2 separate regions of the Sus scrofa genome follow, and region 2 is linked to region 1. The links are chromatin contacts, called in public HiChIP or PLAC-seq maps. All regions are on one chromosome and are shown on one strand. Each heading gives the region's core, a stretch centred on a gene start, on an enhancer-like site or on the middle of the called end of the contact. The rest is flanking DNA. Distances are from core to core; before and after follow the strand shown.

What was found. HiChIP or PLAC-seq counts read pairs in DNA pulled down with a chosen protein or histone mark.
Region 2: a contact with region 1 is called in an H3K27ac HiChIP or PLAC-seq map of skeletal muscle, with 5 times the contacts expected there. The contact joins two enhancer-like sites. A contact is called at or near these places in 2 of 47 Hi-C or Micro-C datasets (fetal heart ventricle and heart right ventricle) and 1 of 2 datasets of contacts at active chromatin or transcription factors (skeletal muscle).

Annotation. Positions count from the first base shown.
Region 1 is chr13:107,555,464-107,562,086 of Sscrofa11.1, reverse strand. All of the region lies in intron 18 of LOC100153543 (multiple epidermal growth factor-like domains protein 6), which reads right to left. Among named protein-coding and RNA genes, the nearest start is that of GOLIM4, 660 kb to the right of the region's middle. Within about 2 kb of position 2,041, at least 3 of the 83 cell types and tissues checked have an H3K27ac peak or open chromatin away from gene starts, as enhancers often do.
Region 2 is chr13:107,783,682-107,789,835 of Sscrofa11.1, reverse strand. MECOM (MDS1 and EVI1 complex locus protein EVI1) reads left to right here. Exons shown (of 17, transcript XM_021071139.1): 8 at 2,546-3,902. Among named protein-coding and RNA genes, the nearest start is that of MECOM, 550 kb to the left of the region's middle. Within about 2 kb of position 1,750, at least 4 of the 83 cell types and tissues checked have an H3K27ac peak or open chromatin away from gene starts, as enhancers often do.

The DNA.
Region 1 (6,623 bases), core at 792-3,291:
TATTATTCAGCCTGCCACAATCTTTGTATTTCCAAATATTTTAAGTAGCTTCTGATTTATCCTTAGAGACCATGTTATTATATAGAGTTATGTTCTTAATAGCCTGAAGCACAAGTCTTTATAGAAATCAATACAAATAATTTAAAACCATATAGTATAAAAAGTATTAAAACTACCATCAATTTTTTTTTATTTTTATTTTTATTTTTTTTTTACTTAATGGAACCATGGACAGGTTTTAATATACTCATCTGAGAATAACTTGGGATTCTTGGGAGGAAGTCAGAACTCCGAAAGAACGTGGGGTATGGCCTAAATGCACAGATACAACTACACTAAGATTCAGAAAAAGAGAGCTCTCAAGTGCTTAACCTGAGAGAAATAAAAGACTAAATGCAGATCACAGTGGAATTTTCTATATTGTGTTCTGCCTGCTTTCCTTAGTGCTCCATGCAATGAATTATTTTTCTATTTTAAGAGATCAACTTTAGGGTCTCCCCATCTATATAACAGTGTTTTTTATTAATGATTTTTATTTTTTTCATTGTGGCTGGTTTACAGTGTTCTGTCAATTTTCTACTGTACAGCAAAGTGACCCAGTCACACATACATATACACAGTCTTTTTCTCACATTATCCTCCATCATTTTTTTATGTATAAGGTCACCTTTAAGCAGGTGTTACTGTGCACATAATAAGATAAACAGATATTAAACCATTTGCCCAAATGGCATGGTTAAAAAGTGGAAACAGGAACAACACCAAGATGGCCTTAGAATGAGCCCTGAACTTTTCCCAACTCTCTCATGGATTCCTTCTCAGAAAGTGAGAAGGGCGCTCATTCTATGTAATATTGAAGAGATTATAAAGTTGGACAATAAGCCAAGTTGTAGTTTAACCTAGTGGGTAGGAAAACCTGGGAGTTTTATATTGAAAATTTCTTGTTCACCTTGTTTACTAATTAGCCACCTGGGCCCCTGGAAGAACTGGTCAAACCAGTTTGAAGTAATATAGTTGATGCCTCTTTCTAGTTGAAGTATTCCGGGCAACCAGAGGACCACAAACCTTCTATGGGTGGCTTCTGTGTAGATTTAAGCTGTTTCTCCATATTACAGCTAGATTTCACCCTTTATATTAACCAAATACGAATGAGTTGACAGTGACTATTTTTATTTTAGGTAGAAGTTACATCACTTTGACCACAAAGATATAACCTGAATAGAAGTAAATGCCCAAAAGATTATGGAAGGGGAAATGCTGTATTTTTGATTTGTTGGCTTCCCAGCCATTTGAATGATTTTTATTAAAAACTGAGATGTCAGATTTGCTAAATTCAAGTCAAGACAGACAATTAGAGACAAGTTGACTAACCTTGAAAAACCCATAAGCACTACCTCTCACTTATCTCTTTACTATAGGGTAAACTTTCTAATAATACTTTTGCTTCCAAGAAATAAGAATTATCTTCTTCAAAGTGACTTCTGAGAGGTCATTCATATCTTTACTTTTCCCACTAAAAGTTAAAGATAAATGAGATATCAACTAGGAGAATGCCATGAATTTGTCTCTATTTGTCTTGTCGACTGCCTTATTTTCCATGAGCGATCTATCTGGCTGACAAACATTTTCTGAGATGGCATATAGAATTCAAACCGTACATATAAGAAAATGCAATGAACTGACTTTCTGTTTGGAAATCCATGACTGTCTTACTATTTGATATTGCAGAGTGTAACTTCTTGTGAGAAGACCCTGTATAGCCTGGCAAGAAGAAACATTGTATGTTCCCAGGATTGCTGTGACAGTTACAAACTCCAAGGCCATCTGCAATAGCATAGTGTCCCTGACAAGCTAAATAAGCATGAGCAGACAAGTGTTTTAGACTGTCAAAACCATCTCATCAGTTTTTTTTAAAAAAGCCTCTATAGCCTTCATGATGGGCAGAGAGGTGTATTCAAATTTCATCTAATACTTTACTTCTCACAAATTGAGATTGACCTTAGGTGGTTTATGACAGCATATTTTGCTCAAGTCTTTATCAAAGGCTTGGTGATAGATCAGCTGTCATCTACCCGTTCTTTAGAATGTCTTTGTATTAAACTAATGGTCCAGCAGAGCAGCCAGCCTGACAGGTAGGTTATTTATTTGCAATCTAGTAAAAGAACTGACAACTTCATTGTTTTAATTGTTCATTTTTCATAGGTTGATGCATTAGCTCACTCGGATCTTTGTGCCTCAGTCAGAGAACAAATATATGGGAGTGAGGGCATCAGGTTGACTAGGTCCATCTTAAAGTTCAAGAAGCTGCAGATAACTGTAGCACCAGCTGTGATTACCAGCATCCCACAAGTATCTGGGGATTTTTTTGGTCTTATCTCTGTTCTGCATCTCTTTCCTCTCTTTCAGGAAGACCTATGATGTCAGCTACAGATCTGATTGTTTCTTGAAACAATGTTCCTAGTTCTCATAGCCTATTAAGGGAGAAAGACTGGAGTGGGCCTAGAGTCTCCGTGTTCCAGTCAGGGTGGGGAACTGCCAGAGGCCCAGAGACTTCAGATATTCAGATATCATCAAAAGCAGATATAGCTCAGTCAGAGCCTCTCAGAGTCATAGGTGGTTTTTGTTTGCATGTTCGTTTGTTTTTCCTGAATACACATGGTCTGACCTTAGCTTCAGAGATTTAATTTTAATTCAATGACTATCTGGTAGGGTCTGAGTATATATACATGTTTTTAAAACCCTATGATAAGGAGTTCCTAATGTGGTGCAGTAGGTTAAGAATCTGATTGCAGTGGCTCGGGTGACTGCAGAAGAAAGAATTCTAAAGATAACTTGATCCCCTTGCTGTACAGTGGGAAAAAATAAATAAAAAGTAAAATAAATAAAATAATAAAAAAAAAGAAGAAAGAATTTGATCCCCAGTCAGCCCAGCAGGTGAAAGGACCCAACATTGCTGCAGCTGTAGTGTTACAGCTGTGGCTTGGATTCAATCCCTGGCCCAGAAACTTCCATATACTGTGGATGTGGCCATTTAAAAAAAAAAAAATCCTATGATATGCTCCTGATTAAAATCCATACATCTAGAGTGTGGACCAACACCCCCAATGTACAGATAAGGTATCCAATAGATTGAACCATTTGTCCAAGGTCACAGATAATTTGTAGCAAAGCTAAAACTAGTCCAGGGGTCCTGACTCCAGGGGTCCTGACTCAGATCAATGAACTTTTCTTTCTCCCCAGCAGACACCATTCTCCAGAAACTATTGAGACACTTAGAGGAAGTTATACCTAGACTTTTTGCACATGCTGAGGTGTCAGGGCACAATACAGGGGTGTCCACATGCACTCAAGTTTCATCTCAAATGTTGGCCCTGAGAGGGTAGAAGATATTTCCACAGTCCAGTTACAAACATGAAGGGGGTCCTTTTATGTAACTGATACCCAAATCATATTATTACCTTACTGTTTTTCCTTCATATTAAAACTGAGAGTACCTCTAGTGAAGAGGGAATGTTTTACTATTTTTAACATGCCTGTGTGCCTGACACTTCACATAGACCCTAGAACACAGAAGTAGCTCGATAAATATTTGGTGAAGGAAAGCAAAAAGAAGGAAAGAATGCTTCTCCAGTCCAGTATGCATTACTGTGTGCAAGGCTGATCCTATGCAAAGACAGAACACTGGCTCCCTGTCTGGCATGTTTATACATTCATCTGCTTATCAAACCATTATTCAACATCTACATGATTCACAGAGTCCTATGCTTGGTACTGAAAATATGAAATTGAGTAAGACTATTATCTGTTTTTAAGAATCTAGGAGACTGATTCAGGAAGATGTTTGAAAAATTGATACAGAACATTCTGACAAGTGCTATGAATAGAGACACATTTTTTTAAAAAAAGGCTAAGGACTCTAAAAGAAAAGAATAGTTAACCTGATCATGAGGGAATCATGGTGTCCTCAGAGAGGTAGCATTAGAAATGCATCTGGAAGAGTAGAAATGCATCAGTCAGAAAGGAAGAGAATGAATGAGTAAAGTCTTTTTTTTTTTTTTTTTTTTTTTTTTTTGGTGGCCTCCCCCATAGAATGTGGAAGTTCCTACACCAGGGATTGAACTCACACCACAGCAATGACCTGAGCCACAGCAGTGACAATGCCAAATCTTTAACCCACTGCATCACCAGGGAACTTCAGTAAAGTCTTTTATTGAAAGTGATAGATACAGTTGCTTCGTGACTAGAGAACAAAGTTTAGGAACAAGAATGATGTTGAAGAGTTGCGTTGGTTCTTAAAAGTGAAGCATTATAATATCACACTGAAGCCTTAATCTGGTGCTCACGAGTTGCCATAGAAACATCATGATCAGACTGATGGAAGGGTGTGTATTGGATTGGAGGGTGGGAGCCCAGTTGGGACCATTGCAGGCATCTTAGCAAGGGACAAGAACCTGAATTGGAGATCTGGAAAAGGATGGATATAGGGTTGTACCAAGAGATTTTCTTTGAGATGGAATGGATAGAACCAGATGACAGATTGTACAAGTGATTGGAGGGAATGCTCTCTCTGTTCCTAAATATTTCTTTCATTGTTTATTGGTTTATTTATTTATTTTTTGCTTGTTATTTGCCATATGGCATCTCCCAAAATGGCCCAATATACTCATACTCCAGTAACAAATGGGCTAAAATATATTAAGACAATGGCTTCAGAAGGCCACAGCCAATAAGTAAATCTAAATCAGCATGCAGTCATCCTTATGTTTTCTATAACAGGCCTTTTCAGTTTACCCTGGAGACTAGAGCATTGGCTGGACAGGGGAGGCTGACAGGGAAGGCGCATTACAAGAGCTACAGAGTGTGGGTAGCACAGTGTCTCAGGACTGGAAAGCAGCATGTGCATCAGAAAAAGGAAATGAACCTAAGACAATGGGGCTGGGATAGGTCCAGAAAGCAAGTTCTGCCTGGTTCCTTTCTTTTAGGCTTGTTTTCTGAGTGTATGCATATATACAGTACAACCCCAAAGAAAACATTCGGAGTGTTTCAGTGTTGAAGTTAAAGTGATAATGTTTCTTTTGCAATGGATACCTTATATGCCATGGTCATCAAGCTATCTCACCAGGGCATTGATGTTGGCTGTTGCCCCTTTTGTGGAACCTGGTAGGGGCCATCCTCCAGATGTGCGGACGGTACTAATAAATATCTAGCAACAACATCTCCTCTTCATCAGTGCTCCAGATAAAAGTCAAACAATATATAAAAATTCTAGATCTTTAACATTTCAATTTAATAGCAATGGATTATAGTAATACCCACAGAAGAAATATATCTACTCTGAAAACCAAGGGTTAATTAATCATGACTATTTCTCAAACTTCTTTTATGTTTTACTCAGCTACTAAAAGAAATGTAAGCAGCATGGTTAAAATTGTGCTTAGGAGACTTTAACCTCCAGTTAGATACTCTGAATGCGGGAATTTAAGTGGAGAGAGGAAAAAGGTTTGCATAAATCAGAGAAGGTAAGAATGAGCAGATAGCAGGTTATAAGAAATGAGTGACTTGGAGACCTGGGCAAAGGCTCATGATTAAAGAGCTGACATTTTCTGAATACCCACTATGTGCCAGATTGTTCTAAGTCCTGTATTATCTTATTTGATAACCAAAACAATCTCATGAGGGAACATCTATTATTATGTTCACTTTATAGAAGAAACTAAAGTGATGTCATTTATCCAAAGCTGAGTCAGTATTGATGACTATCATTTTCTCAGACATGATATTATACTTCTTCCCAGGAGTTACTGCACTAATAGGAGGATTGGAACATAGCCTATTGGTTTGTGGGCCCTTAAGACAGGACCTAAGATCTATGTTTTTTTCTCTCATTTCACAGAACCAGGTAGTACAGTGAGAGGAAACCTGGACTAAGCATTGGGAGTTATCAGTTCTGACCAGTGTTACTCTAAGAAAGTCACCTCTCTGAAGCCTATATTGTTTTTTGTCATTTTCATAGCTCTACTTAATTTTGTATTTTAAGTAATTTTTTTTTAAAATGATCTTTATTTTTTCCATTATAGTTGGTTTACAGTGTTCTGTCAATTTTCTACTGCACAGCAAGGTGACCCAGTCACACATACATGTATACATTCTTTTTTTTTTTTTTTTTTTGTCTTTTTGTCTTTTTGTTGTTGTTGTTGTTGTTGTTGCTGTTGCTATTTCTTGGGCCGCTCCCGCAGCATATGGAGGTTCCCAGGCCAGGGGTTGAATCGGAGCTGTAGCCACCGGCCTACGCCAGAGCCACAGCAACGCGGGATCCGAGCCGCGTCTGCAACCTACACCACAGCTCACAGCAATGCCGGATTGTTAACCCACTGAGCAAGGGCAGGGATCGAACCCGCAACCTCATGGTTCCTAATCGGATTCGTTAACCACTGCGCCACGACGGGAACTCCTGTATTTTAAGTAATTTTTATTATGAAAACGGTCAGTAAAACACCTACAATTATGGAACTCTGGTGCGTTCTACTTTGGCATGAGTGTATATATAATAAGTCAACTATGCTACATTCAAAACCATAGCAGCTGATAAGTAAGATTAGATCCTATAACTTTCTGCTTCTCTA
Region 2 (6,154 bases), core at 501-3,000, 230 kb before region 1:
GAGGAGGTTCACCTAGAGTTGATATCTGTTTCTCACCAGAAGGCCACACACCACGATTTACCCCCACTGGTGTGTTTATGGCAACTGTCTCTTATTACAGTGTACCGCCAAGCTTGAGCCCAGAGTCACCAGTGCTAAGGTAATTACTCACTGCCTTTACAGAAACCTCCAGCCTTCCCAAATAGAAACCACATGCTCTAATAGGCCGAATATATTCAAAATACCTCTTAATTTGTTTAATAAGTAGAAAAATGCAATGTTAACTGCTGGCTAATTCCTTATTACTGAGAAAATTACAGTAGAGTATAGACTTCAACATCAATTGATCCACTTACCTGGAGGCCTGGTGGTTTGTGGTGGGCCAGGCCAGGCCTTCAAGTGAGAAAAACAAAGCCTTTGCCCTAAGGAGACATCCTAGATTCTATGTTCCTGAGACCTGACACAAGCACTGTTCATAACAGAACATACAATCAGCAAAGTCAGATGCACCTTCGGTTACTCCAAGATAGAGGAACTCTCGATTTTCTTAAATCTATCCAGCTGTAAGAGAAGCTATAAGGCAGAAGTTTAGAGAGCAACATTTCTTTGCCAAAAAAATTGCAAACCTTCCAAAAACTTACACTTTGAATGCCCATCAAGGTATTTTCTCAACGCCTTCTAATGCCCAGAGGAGAGGTGTCATTTCCTTAATGAGCACACATTTATAATTCCATCTACATTTTATTTACTATTTCTTATTATTGCTCATAGCTGAATTAGTATAACTAGTGTTAAGTCTCAGGTTTCTACCCTCTACTTCATATGGTTTTAATTAGTGTTTCAAAGAATTTAGTGTATATATTTATTGTATATGGTTAACTGGTATATACTTTTAGAGCATACTCTGGTCAGTATATTCCAATAGAATAATTTGAAATCACTCACATTTCTTCCCGTTAAAACACGTGTTACAGTCTCTACAATGTCATGAATCATTCCCCAGCTGAAAGCGCCTTTAATATTATTAAGCATGTTGATATGTGTAGCAATGCATTTTAATTGTTAGTAGTAAAAGAAATAGATATGGAATCATTTGCTACTTCCTGTTTGGTGGTATGTGGGGAAATCCAGGTTCTGGATGAGTTTTGCATGACTGAAGGTCTATGAAATCTTCTTTGAATGTTTTTTTATTTTTAAATTGTCATCGTTTTGACTTAGAAGCTTAAAGGCAGTCATCACATGAAAGAAATAAATGTTGCGTTTTGTCTTCAATTTCATTTCTTACAAAACTTTGTTTTAACAATTACCAACAAGGCATATCATGTTTCTGCATGTGTGAAACGTGCACAGAAGCATTAAAGTACGTTCACACAGAAAGTGGATTCATCTTTACTAAGGTAACACAAAAGACATGATGCTTAGGAAATGGATACTGTTATCCTGAAGGACTGTGAAATGAGTGGGATTCTTACCTAGCAAAGGAGTTCATAAGGTTTATGGGGCTGGGTCTTAAAATGTACTTAGATCTGTTCGCACATATGTGAGGAAGAAACTGTTCTACTTTTGGGGGCAGATTCTAGGGGAAGAGGGTTATTTCCCAGCCACACCCACTGTTGTGCTTTTACTGAGCTAGTGCATTCAGAGCACTTTCCCCTGCTTACCGCAGCTGGCTGTACCACAGAGAAGTCAAGCCCCCAGATAACCAGTGAAGATATGACAGCGAGTGGACATGTTTCCCAAGGACGGGGGTTTCATAAGTGCAGGAAGGTTAGCACAACCACTGGTGTGAGGGGAAGTCAGAGGACGTGCTCATAGTTCATGGGAACCAGCAATGCAGGATGGGCTACATTCAACTCAGTTTCCTTTGCCGGCTTAAAATAGAGCCATTGTAAATTATGTCAGTCTTTCTCAAATCTTGAAAATGATTGTTAAAAATGTCTCAGAATACACAATGTGCATTGTTATGTGGCTTTGATGTGTGAATGATGAGAGCATATGATATAATACAAATTAAATAATGGTAGAGCAGTCACAAGTTTTTTTTTTTTTTTCCCCCCCACAAGGGGAGAGGGAATAAAAGTGAAGTTTCTGGTCAAGGGAAAGGCTATTTCATTTTGTTTTGGTGCTACAATACAGAATTCTTTAAACGGTCTAAAACTATAAAAGGGTTCCTGTTCTGTTTCATGTTTAGTGTATCTTATGAATTTAATTTTAAAGATTGTGTTAGTGTAGAAATTGGGTGGGAGATCGACGCGTGCTGGAATTTGACTTTGGAAATAAATATTTAAATACGCAAAATATGTGCAAAATATTATGCAGTGGGGGTGACAGAATATTTATATATATATGAAATATTTGTGCTGTCTCAAGACATTTGTCAGGTTGGATGCCTTGCTTTGGAATCTAGTGAAATGGGGTTTTCTGTGTTGGGAGCACCCAGATTGGTGCCTCCAACGTCTTTTCCTGGCTTCCTAATTGAAATTTTGGGTAAACCAATTGTGATACTTGCTAAATTCAGAAGCAATTGCCATAAAGCCTGAGATTCTTTTTTGTTGTTTGCACACAGGTGAGGTCTGCCATAAATCCTATACTCAGTTTTCAAACCTTTGTCGTCATAAGCGCATGCATGCTGATTGCAGAACCCAAATCAAGTGCAAAGACTGTGGACAAATGTTCAGCACTACGTCTTCCTTAAATAAACACAGGAGGTTTTGTGAGGGCAAGAACCATTTTGCGGCAGGTGGATTTTTTGGCCAAGGCATTTCACTTCCTGGAACCCCAGCTATGGATAAAACGTCCATGGTTAATATGAGTCATGCCAACCCGGGCCTTGCTGACTATTTTGGCGCCAATAGGCATCCTGCTGGTCTTACCTTTCCAACAGCTCCTGGATTTTCTTTTAGCTTCCCTGGTCTGTTTCCTTCCGGCTTGTACCACAGGCCTCCTTTGATACCTGCTAGTTCTCCTGTTAAAGGACTATCAAGTACTGAACAGACAAACAAAAGTCAAAGTCCCCTCATGACACATCCTCAGATACTGCCAGCTACACAGGATATTTTGAAGGCACTATCTAAACACCCACCTGTAGGGGACAATAAGCCAGTGGAGCTCCAGCCCGAGAGGTCCTCTGAAGAGAGGCCCCTTGAGAAAATCAGTGACCAGTCAGAGAGTAGTGACCTTGATGATGTCAGTACGCCAAGTGGCAGTGACCTGGAAACAACCTCGGGCTCTGATCTGGAAAGTGACATTGAAAGTGATAAAGAGAAATTTAAAGAAAATGGTAAAATGTTCAAAGACAAAGTAAGCCCTCTTCAGAATCTGGCTTCAATACATAATAAGAAAGAATACAGCAATCATTCCATTTTCTCACCATCTTTAGAGGAGCAGACTGCGGTGTCAGGAGCTGTGAATGATTCTATAAAGGCTATTGCTTCTATTGCTGAAAAATACTTTGGTTCAACAGGACTGGTGGGGCTGCAAGACAAAAAAGTTGGAGCTTTACCTTACCCTTCCATGTTTCCCCTCCCATTTTTTCCAGCATTCTCTCAATCAATGTACCCATTTCCTGATAGAGACTTGAGATCGTTACCTTTGAAAATGGAACCCCAATCACCAAGTGAAGTAAAGAAACTGCAGAAGGGAAACTCTGAGTCTCCCTTTGATCTCACCACTAAGCGCAAGGACGAGAAGCCCTTGACCCCCGTACCCTCCAAGCCTCCAGCGACGCCGGCCACAAGCCAAGACCAGCCCCTGGATCTAAGTATGGGCAGTAGGAGTAGAGCCAGTGGGACCAAGCCCACCGAGCCTCGTAAAAACCACGTGTTTGGGGAAAAGAAAGGAGGCAACGTGGAACCAAGGCCAGCGTCTGATGGTTCCTTACAGCATGCTAGACCCACTCCTTTCTTTATGGACCCTATTTACAGGTAAGGGTGGATGGGAGACCACTCCATGTGGACAGACCGACAAAAGGTTGTTTTTACATGCTGCAAAGTTATGGCTTTTAACAAACCGTTTTTATTATTGTTATAAAGCAGAGAGTGAAGTTGTTTGATCTAGTGAATGCATTTTTTATTCAGAAAGTCAACTCATTAGGTTTGGACTTATTTTTGGATGTCTCTGAATTTGGGGTTTTGGAATAGGCCCATGGAGTTCTTTCCCTTGACAATAAATTTATTTTTAAACACATTTTTTAAAGTGGAAAATATGGGAAAGCCGTATTTAAAGCAAGTTGTCAAGTGGCGGCAGAATGAGGCTCCTGAAGGATTAATGCAAATATGTGTGGGTACTTAAATGGGTCAGGAAGGAGATAGGGCATAGAACAGCAAGAGTTTACTCTTTGTTAACCTACCAACACATCCTTAAGAAGTACTGGTGCTATTTTGTTCCCCAGTAAATCTCTGAGGAGCCCCATGTAAATGAAATATTAATCACAAAAAATGCCTTGTACATAACGTGAGTGGTCAGCTTAAAAGATACATCTCTGTTTAATGCCTTCATTATTCAGTTTCGTTTCATGCATCCAAAGTTTCTTTTTTGGGGGGTGGGGAATAATGTGTTTAACAAAAAGTCTCTTTGGCAGTACTCTGTAACACTTGACCATTCAAAATAATTTCATTTTCAAGTACTAGTTTTCTTCAAAATGTATGAATAACAATAATTATGCTTATTAGTACATCTTAAGTATTACCAAGCATTTTCACATTTACTTTCGCATTCAGATCTTGAACATTGTCAAGATTTAATGGAAAAATGTGGATAGTTTTTTATTGGCCTTACTTAAGCTGGCAGTATTTGATATTTTTGCCTGATTCTTTTTTATAAAGAGATAATTTTGTTCAACTCCCTCATTTAACAGTATTTATTGAGTTCCTATTAGTTAATAGTTACCAGAGCTGCAAACTCTTTTCCCTTAAAACTCTTTTTCTACCCTTATTATTTATAGTACATTCACCAAGAAACACTGACGGTCTGTTAAGGATCACCCCTACTTGAACGTGACAAGGAGACTAGGAAGGGACAATACAAAAATGTCTCAGAGCCATCCTTACCATGCCTAGGCACTATTTCCAATTATTATGTTTTAATGTCTGTGACAGTCCCTTTATGGAGAAAGAAAAAGAAGAAAAATAAGGGCTTCCATACTTTGTGTGTAGCTTGTATGTTACACATGTCTCAGCCCTTTGTGAAGATATGCCTCAGCTTTTCTTTCTTAGACCCTCCCAATGGCAATGGACTTCCAGTTCCTCCACATACCCATTCCACTCTTCTCCATCACCTCCTCACCTTCCTCTTGTTTACTCCAATCTCAATCTGCTCTCTGGTATGTCAGTCTCAGTTAAGGTCTTGGACATGTCATTTTATGAAACTCATGAAAGGCCATAACAGTTTTATTGTGAGACTTGGGTTGAAATCCCATGTCTTAAACTTTTTTTATTCATCCATGAAATGGGTATAAGAGTACCTATTTCATTAAGTGAAACAGTGTAGACAAAACATAGCATCTAGGAGTTCCAGTCATGGCTCAGTGGTTGGTGAATCCAACTAGGAACCATGGGATTGCAGGCTTGATTCCTGGCCTTGCTCAGTGGGTTAACGATTCCTCTTTGCCGTGAGCTGTGGTGTAGGTTGCTGATGCAGCTCGGATCCTGCGTTGCTGTGGCTCTGGCGTAGGCTGGTGGCTGCAGCTCTGATTAGACCCCTAGCCTGAGAACCTCCATATGCTGCGGGAGCGGCCCTAGAAAAGGCAAAAAAAAAAAAAAAAAAAGACAAAAAAACAACAAAAAAACATAGCATCTATACAATTTTAAGAAGTAGGAGCTGGTTTTTTACATTCATTTTTTTATTTTAATGATCTTAATTTTTTCCATTATAGTTGGTTTACAGTGTTCTGTCAGTTTCCTACTGTACAGCAAAATGACCCAGTCACACACACACACACATATACATTTTTTTCTCACATTATCCTCCATCATGTTCCATCACAAGTGACTAGATATAGTACCCTGTGCTATACAGCAGGATATCATTGCTTAGCCATTCCAAATGCAATATTTTGCATCTGTTAACCCCAGACTCCCAGTCCATCCTACTCCCTCCCCCTCCCCCATGGCAATCACAAGTCTGTTCGCCAAGTCCGTTTTGATTCTATTTTCAAAATACACCTGTTTAATGGTTT